2 separate regions of the Macaca mulatta genome follow, and region 2 is linked to region 1. The links are chromatin contacts, called in public Hi-C maps. All regions are on one chromosome and are shown on one strand. The core of a region is the stretch at or near the end of the contact, and the rest is flanking DNA. Distances in the headings are between cores, read along the strand shown.

Region 1 (4,346 bases), core at 1,672-4,171:
TTAGTGGCTGCCAAAGGCTGGGGGTGGGAAGGACTGGGAGAAAACAGGGAATGACTGCTAATGAGTACCATGGTTTCTTTTTGGGAGATGAAATGTTCTTATAGTGTTGATAGTTGCACAACTCTGTCAACGTACTAAACACCACTGAATTGTATACTTTCAATGGGTGAATTATATGTTAGGTAAATTATATCCCACTAATGCTTTTTTTTTTTTTTTGAGAGGGAGTTATGCTCTTTTGCCCAGGCTGGAGTGAAGTGGCATGATCTCGGCTCACTGCAACCTCTGTCCCCTGGGTTCAAGTGATTCTCCTGCCTCAGCCTCCTGAATAGCTGGGATTATATGCACCAGTCACCACAACCGGCCAATGTTTGTATTTTTAGTAGAGATGGGGTTTCACCATGTTGGCCAGGCTGGTCTCGAACTCCTGACCTCAAGTGATCCACCTGCCTCTGCCTCCCAAAGTGCCAGGATTACAGGCATGAGCCACTGCGCCTGGCCAATGCTGATTTTTAAAACAGGTAGCTGGCAGGATTTGGGTTTGGTCTGTAGAATGTAATTAGCTGATCCCTGGCATGAAGAAACAAGTAAAATGAGGCCAGGCTCAATGGCTCCCACTTGCAATCTTAGCATAGCACTTTGGGAGGCCAAGGCAGGAGGATTGCTTAAGCCCAGGAGTTTGAGACCAGCCTGGGCAACACAGCGAGATCTTGTATTTTTTTTTTTTTTGATACGGAGTCTCGCCCTGTCGCCCAGGCTGGAGTGCAGTGGCACGATCTCCGCTCACTGCAACCTCCGCCTCCCGGGTTCACGCCATTCTTCTGCTTCAGCCTCCCGAGTAGCTGGGTCTACAGGAGCCCGCCATCACGCCCGGCTAATTTTTTTTTTTTTTTTTTTTTTTGAGACGGAGTCTCGCTCTGTCACCCAGGCTGGAGTGCAGTGGCCGGATCTCAGCTCACTGCAAGCTCCGCCTCCCGGGTTCACGCCATTCTCCTGCCTCAGCCTCCCGAGTAGCTGGGACTACAGGCGCCTGCCACCTCGCCCGGCTAAGTTTTTGTATTTTTAGTAGAGACGGGGTTTCACTGTGTTACCCAGGATGGTCTCGATCTCCTGACCTCGTGATCCGCCCGTCTCGGCCTCCCAAAGTGCTGGGATTACAGGCTTGAGCCACCGCGCCCGGCCACGCCCGGCTAATTTTTTGTATTTTTAGTAGAGACAGGGTTTCACCATGTTAGCAAGGATGGTCTCGATCTCCTGACCTCGTGATCCGCCTGCCTGGGCCCCCCAAAGTACTCGGATTACAGACATGAGCCACCACGCCCAGCCGGAACAGTTCTAAATTAAGAGAGATGTAAAACACAATAGCAAAAAACACTATATCCTGATTGCAACAAACCCACAGTTACACTGGACTTGACTCTGCACCACGTAATGGATAGTAGTCTAGAATTACAGTTGTTCTTGTAAAGTGTGATAATGGTATTGTGGTCATATTAGCAATGTTTCTGGTTTTCACACGCGCACCCTGTTAAATAAAATTTATAGAAGGTCATTGGTTAGGACTGAGCTCCTGCACTAGGTTCAACGAACCAAACCAAAATGGAGTCACTCATGCTAAAGTTCCATGCTTCCAAGCCAAAACTAAGTTGATACCCGATCTTCTGAGACATCGGGAGAGAGATAATAGCCAAATCCCCAAACAGCCCAGTTTTAGCCCACCTGATAAAGGAAGTCCCCTCTACTTTAACCTTTAACTTAGAAATTTAATCAAGTTAATCAATTTAACCAACTAGCTTTTTGTTTTCAGTTTCTGACTTTCTCAGCCCTTTGTCTCTGAAAACAACCTCCTCCTCTGCTCAGCTCATCGGAACACTCATGCTATTTTCCATAATTAGATGTTGTTCGATTGTAGATCCACAAATAAATGCCAATTAAGATCTTCTCACTACATGTGTTGTAATTTTGTCTTTTGACAATCCTTAAGTGTCGAGATGCCGAGGATTTGTTTTAATCTCTTTATGGTTAAAAAAAAAAACACAGCAAGTATGGCAAAAATAATAATTGGTAGATTTGGGTGACAGAAATTCCTGTATTCTTCTCTCAGTTTTATGTAAGTTTGAACATTTTCATAAGAAAACATTAACATCAAACTGTCTCAAGGACCCTTCAAGCCCCAAGTTCACAGAATTAGCAGCACAATCAGAATGCGAATCCACGACTGCCTGACCCCGAAGCTCCACACAGGAAAAGGTGAATCCCTGCACCAACCCCGAGAGGGAAGGGGCTATCAAAAACGTGAAGAGAAGGTGGCGATGGACGACTGCACAATCTGGTATCGCCCGCCGTCCCACCACAGTCTGAGAAACTGAGGCCAGGAAAGGAGTTATCTTTCCTCAACTCCCACTGCTTAGACCGCCAGCAATCCCAGTCCACTCCTTCCCTTGGGACCACCAGCAAATCGCCATCATCTACAGCGGAACTGTAACTCTCAGGAGAACTGGCCGATGCTGGCTACCACTTCGCTGAGTTTATTGTGAGAGAGAGTGAGAGTGAGTGAGTGAGAGTGAGAGACACAGAAGGAGAGAGAACTGCCCGATGGACGGTTGGCCACCTCCAGGAGAGTGTAGTTCAGCTTCAAACTTGGGGCGCCCGGACAGCTCTATTAATAATGATTGACAGGGAATCGGGAATCCAAAATCTTGCCCCAGTCTCCCTCAGGACCCCAGATCTCTAGCCCGCAGGAAAGCGATCCCAGCAACACCCTTCCTGCACCGCCTCGAACTTACCTCCCGAACGACTCCCGGTCCCTCGGTCGCTTCTTCAACTGTGCCCCGACACCGGAAAGGAGCACTATTTTCCCCCTCCGCTCCGCCCACTTCCGCCCAGTAGAAGGCATCGGAAGTAGAGCTGCCCCTAGTTGCGGAAGTGCCTCGCCTGGCTTGCTCAAGTCCTCTCTTCTCTTTCTCCCTTCGGAAACGTGAGTGGCAAATAGAAGGTTCCGGATATTGAACCTGGTGGGAATATGGAGAACGCTTACTATGTACTAGGCATTTCCCAGGGAGATCGTTTTTTCCTGCTTGATTCCCAGGCTTTGAGTCCCTCCAAGCCCAAATTTAAGGACTAATCACTTCCCCTAGAGATCGGGAAGCCCACTTCCCCAAATATATCATCCACTCTTCTTGCTGCATCTTAAAACTCAATTGAGAAGGGACAACTGCGCTCCCATTTTACAGACAGAGCCATTGGGAAATTGAAAGTCAAAGCCGTTCAAGTCGCCCTCAGGAAACAGGGATTTACTGCGGCACTGCCCAGCTGTCCCAGGGACTAAGGCATATCGTCCCCGCTAGTTTCTAGGTATCTAGGGACCCAGACATTAATTTTTCTAGCTCGGCCAGGCGAACTTCCAGGGTACAGCCAGAGCGGGTAGGGGGCGAGAGGGAGGAGGAGGGTCGAATCCAATCCCCCAAGTGCCCCATGGTATTCGACACCTTGGCTTCCCCATGGATCTCCGGACTTTAAGTCCTTTATCCCAAGGTCCCTTTAAATACTTTGTCCCTTACCTGAGTCCCGCCCAGGGCAGGTAATGGCAAGTTCCGCCCCCCTGCCAGAAACCGGGATCAGGCTTGGTTACCGGGAGTGGGGCACCCTCCTCCTTATCCCCTCCCCTCTTCCCTGTCCCTCTTCACAGCTGGCTAAGGAGGTCTCCATTAAAGAGGAAGGGGCAGTGCTCACATTTCTGGGCAGGTAAGTGAATGTCCCTGGAGGAAGAGCCTGGCTTGGGGACCCAGGCATCCTGGCTTCCCGCCCCTCCGAGACCCAGAAGTTTGGGGCTCCTAGGCCCAGGAGTCCAAGGCCCCTGCCCCCTAGGTCCCTAGACCCGATAATACAACTAATCCTCTGCCTCTGCCTCTCTTGTAATCTTTGTTGTCTGTGGGTGGATGTGACAATGAGCACAGAGAGAGGCACAAGTGGAAATTACCAGGAAGGGAAGACTCCAGATCACCAGTGGACATGTTTATGAGCATCTGTGTCAGGTGCTGTAGACACAATGGGGAAAAAAGATAAGCTGCCTGCTCTCTGCTCTCTTCTCTGGCGGACACTGCCTTCACTGAAATCCTGGCTCTCACACTTGCACACTGTGTGAACTTTGGCAAGCTATTTTACCTCTCTGTGCCTCAGTTTCCTTTTCTCTATATTGGGGACAATAATAGGACTCCTGGTCGGGCGCAGTGGCTCACACCTGTAATCCCAGCACTTTGGGAGGCTGAAGCAGGTGGATCACTTGAGGACAGGAGTTTGAGACCAGACTGGCCAACATGGTGAAACCCTGTCTGTACTAAAAATGT
Region 2 (4,268 bases), core at 1,299-3,798, 100 kb after region 1:
TCCTTGCTAAAAAGTATTCATACCCGGAAAACGAAGGCAGTGCTTTTGTGGTGTTTTGGAGAGCAATGCTTACACACAGAGCTGCAACAAGCTGGAGACCTGATGTGCATGGTTCAGCTGGGCTCCTCTTGTTTCAGCTCAAACACTGGAAACAAGTGTCCCTTTCTTGGTTTGTTTAGTGCCACGTTTTTCTTTTCTTTTTTTTTTTTTTTTTTTAATAAGAGTCTCGCTCTGTCGCTCAAGCTGGAGTGCAATGGCATCATCCTGGCTCACTGCAACCTCTGCCTCCTGAGCTCACGCGATTCTCCTGTCTCAGCCTCCCAAGTAGTTGGGATTACAGGCGTGCGCCACCAGTCCTAGCTAATTTTTAAATTTTTATTTATTTTATTATTTTTTGAGATGGAGTCTCTCTCTGTCTCCTAGGCTGGAGTGCAGTGGGGCGATCTCGGCTCACTGCAACCTCTGCCTCCCGGGTTCAAGTGATTCTACTGCCTCAGCTTCCCAAGCAGCTGGGACTACAGGCGCCCGCCACCACGCCCGGCTAATTTTCGTTTTTTTAGTAGAGACGGGGTTTCACCATATTGGCCAGGCTGGTCTCGAACTCCTCACCTTGTGATCCGTCCACCTAGGCCTCCCAAAGTGCTGAGATTACAGGCGTGAGTCATCGCGCCCGGCCTAATTTTTTTTCTTTTTTTTGAGACAAGAGTCTGTCGCCCCGGCTAGAGTGCAGTGGCGCGATCTCGGCTCACTGCAAGCTCCACCTCCTAGGTTCAAGCCATCCTCCTGCCTCAGCCTCCCGAGTAGCTGGGACTACAGGAGCACGCCGCCACGCCCGGCTAATGTTTTGTATTTTTAGTAGAGACGGGGTTTCACCATGTTAGCCAGGATGGTCTCGATCTCCTGACCTTGTGATCCGCCTGCCTCGGCCTCCCAAAGTGCTGGAATTACAGGCATAAGACACCGCGCCCGGCCGCCCGGCCAAATTTTTTTTTTTTTTTTTTTTTTTTTTTTTTGAGACGGAGTCTCGCTGTGTGGCCCAGGCTGGAGTGCAGTGGCCGGATCTCAGCTCACTGCAAGCTCCGCCTCCCAGGTTTATGCCATTCTCCTGCCTCAGCCTCCCGAGTAGCTGGGACTACAGGCGCCCGCCACCTCGCCCGGCTAGTTTTTTGTATTTTTTTTTAGTAGAGACGGGGTTTCACCGTGCTAGCCAGGATGGTCTCGATCTCCTGACCTCGTGATCCGCCCGTCTCGGCCTCCCAAAGTGCTGGGATTACGGGCTTGAGCCACCGCGCCCGGCCAATTTTTGTATTTTTAATAGAAATGGGCGTTTCACCATGTTGGCCAGACTGGTGTCGAACTCCTGACTTCAAGTGATCCGCCCGCCTCCGCCTCCCAAAGTGCTGGGATTACAGGCGTGAGCCACTGCGCCCGAATCCTATCGGAAATTTTTAAGTCTCAGGCGTTTGCCAGCGGCACGCCAGAGAGTATAGCCTGCACCGAGGCCCAGAAACCAAAGAGCGAGCTCATTCCGGGATTGGAGAGGAGTGTGAGCGGAGGGAAGCAGAGGGATCAGAGAGAGGAGGGGCAGGACCCACGCATTCGGCCCTTTGCATTCAGCCTCATTCAACTAGGAACTTTTCCTGCAAATCAAGCAAAGCTTCCCGGAGGAAGTGGTGCCTAAGCTGCGCTCTGATTCTCGTTTAGAAGCTGACAAGACAAAGAGAGGTGGGCGGTCCTGGCAGGGGGAGGGACTCGGCAAAAACCAAGTACCTTGAGAGGGGTTGATGGGTTTTAAAAACTTTGAATGATTATGTCAAAGGCTAGGGATTTAATGTGTTGACTGCGGACTCCTATTCCTCACTTGCTTGGGGACCCCAGCGATGCCATTCCTCTCTCTGGGCCTCTCACTGATTCAGTTTTTCTCCCAGGTAATGAGCACAAGCTCCCTTTTTCCTCGAGACTCCCCCCGGGTTGGGAGGATCCACCGAGTGGACTAGGCGTGATCGTTCCTTTGAGCCAATCGTTGGTGCCTGAAGCCCCGCCTTCTTCCCCACCCGTGGGCCAATTGTCGTGTTCTCCTTGAGACTGGCCGCTTGGCGAGGGTGAAAGGCCGCGTGACGTCACTTCCGGATAAACCAATGGCAGCGATTAAGAGGCGGGTCGTTTTGGTGATGGACAGTTGTTTCAAGACGCCCCTTTAGCGCGGGGCTCCCCGGGAAGCTTTGAGGCGGTGCTGGGGGTAAAGGGGCGGGCATTCCTCGTGGATTTTGCCCAATCACCAGTCGCGCTTCTTGCAATAGACGGGCAGTTTTCCCCATCTCGGGTCGACTTGAGGGGGCGGGATTCTGGACGCCAGTGTTGGCAAACCCCTGACCTATGATGGACGTATTCTCCAGCCAATTATCAGACGGTATTCTCAGACGGGCCGCCTCCATTGCCAATGAAATCTTCCAGCGGGGTCGCGGTAGGCGGGCCGTGGACCCTCTGGTATAAGGCGGTCCCGGGGGAGTGAGGAGAAAGGGGGGGTCTTGGCGGCTGGAGGAGGAGTAGTTGCGGGTGAAGATGGCGGCAGCCGAGGCCGCGAACTGCATCATGGAGGTGAGCGCTTGGAGCGCCGCCGTGGGCGGGGGTCGGCTTTGGGTCGATGTTTCACGCCTCTGTGGTGGGGAAAGGGCTCTAAGTTGGCGACATGGGGTTGGAGGTCCCCCGCCGCACACGGGGGCGCCGCACGCTCCACATCCGGGGATATCGTTTGAGGTGACGGCTCCCTAGCTTTCAAGGGCCTTCGGCATCCGGCCTAGCGGAGGGTCTTATCCCCCCTCCCACGTGGAGGAGGGCTGGGGGCGCTTCCGGCCAGGCCCCCACGTGGCCGCGGCGCGGTGGGTGGGGAGGGGGTGTGCCGAGTCCGGTGGCCCGGCGGGCTCCACGTGCGGGACAAAGGCCCCGCCCCCGGCCGGGGAGGGGCGCCCGGGGGGGCGGGGAGGGGGTCCGACCCTCCTGAGGCCCCCAGCCCTCCTACCCAGGGACCCGGGCACACGTCGTGGGGTGGGATCGACCTGGGGCCCTCCACGATGTAGAGTGTCTTTTGGGAGGAGCAGTGCCTTTTACAACCTCCTTCCGAGCTCCAGGGGCATCTATTGGGATATCGGCCCTGGATTTGTGCGTTCTGGATTAGGGACTGGAGGAAAACCAAGAATGGGGCCCCCCTGACCCCATTTCCCCTCCTAGAGTTCTCCCCCTCACCCAGGGCTTTAGGTGTTGGGGGATGGGGCATGCCCCTGTGACCTCCCTCTGGGTGGTGGTGGGGCATCTAGATGGAGATTTTCCCACTAATAGGCGCCGTGCACCCCCTTGTGGCCATTTCTGGGTGTGTGGGAGGGACATCTTTTTCATGGGGCGTGTCCTGAAGCCCACCTCCCGTCGGATTTCTTCCTGGAGGGCGGAGGGAGGAGGGTACGTCCGCTGGGAAGGAGTTGTGGGAAATACGTAGGCTGAGAGCTTTACCCTCTGCTGGAGCGCTTTCTCTCTCCTGGGCCTTTGTGAGGGCGGGAGATGACCTCCCCCTTCCTGAAGCCCTGTGTAGGGGTCCTGAGCCCCGGGGTCCTGAGGGTGGGTGCCTGAAATGGTTTCAAGTGAGGTTTGGTTCTCGTGCAGCCATGTGGGGGAGGTTTCAGTCTTGCGTTTTAAGCCTTCGGGCTGGGGTTGTCTGGCAGTAGTTTTCAGTGGTGGTGATAAATGGGCCCCAGCGGGAAACCCCCGCAGCACCTTTCTTATAGGCATCCCCGCTGGCTTGGGAGAGCTGGGGGGAGGGTGTTTGGAGCCTAGTAGGTCATGGCCAGTGACGTGGCCCTTCTTGGAGTGGTCACATCTGGAAGAGATGTAATCTGATGGGGCCTCTGTCCTTCCACCCCTTTACCCATGGCATTGACTGGGGGGGCAGGTCAGCTGTAAGCTGTCAGGATGCAGCTCCCAGGGGTCACTGTAATGACTTCGCACCCTCTTGGCTGTCTCCTGCACCTGGGGCTCTGTGGGCGGAGGAAATAACTTTCCCAGAGGTGGCCTCAGGCTTGGCCGCACCTGGAAGTCTTCAGGACCTGGGATGGGTGTCTGAAATGGGGGCGATGGGCTGACTCCCCAAGCTACTTTTTTTTTTTTTTTTTTTTTTTTTTTTTGAGACGGAGTCTTAATCTGTCACCAAGGCTGGAGTGCAATGGCTTGATCTCGGCTCATTGCAACCTCCGCTTCCTGGGTTCAAGCGATTCTCCTGC

What was found. Hi-C and Micro-C count contacts between places; a contact is called where the count stands out from the background.
Region 2: a contact with region 1 is called in a Hi-C map of CD4 T cells, with 4 times the contacts expected there. The contact joins the promoter of PRMT1 here to the promoter of PRRG2 in region 1. A contact is called at or near these places in 3 of 14 Hi-C or Micro-C datasets (CD4 T cells, cortical neurons and liver).

What each region holds. Positions count from the first base shown.
Region 1 is chr19:62,026,153-62,030,498 of T2T-MMU8v2.0, forward strand. It overlaps PRRG2 (proline rich and Gla domain 2), which reads left to right and starts at 2,922. Exons shown (of 8, transcript XM_015124583.3): 1 at 2,922-2,977; 2 at 3,689-3,744. It also overlaps a transcript of NOSIP not described here.
Region 2 is chr19:62,128,340-62,132,607 of T2T-MMU8v2.0, forward strand. It overlaps PRMT1 (protein arginine methyltransferase 1), which reads left to right and starts at 2,549. Exons shown (of 9, transcript XM_077981014.1): 1 at 2,549-2,598. The coding sequence starts at 2,563.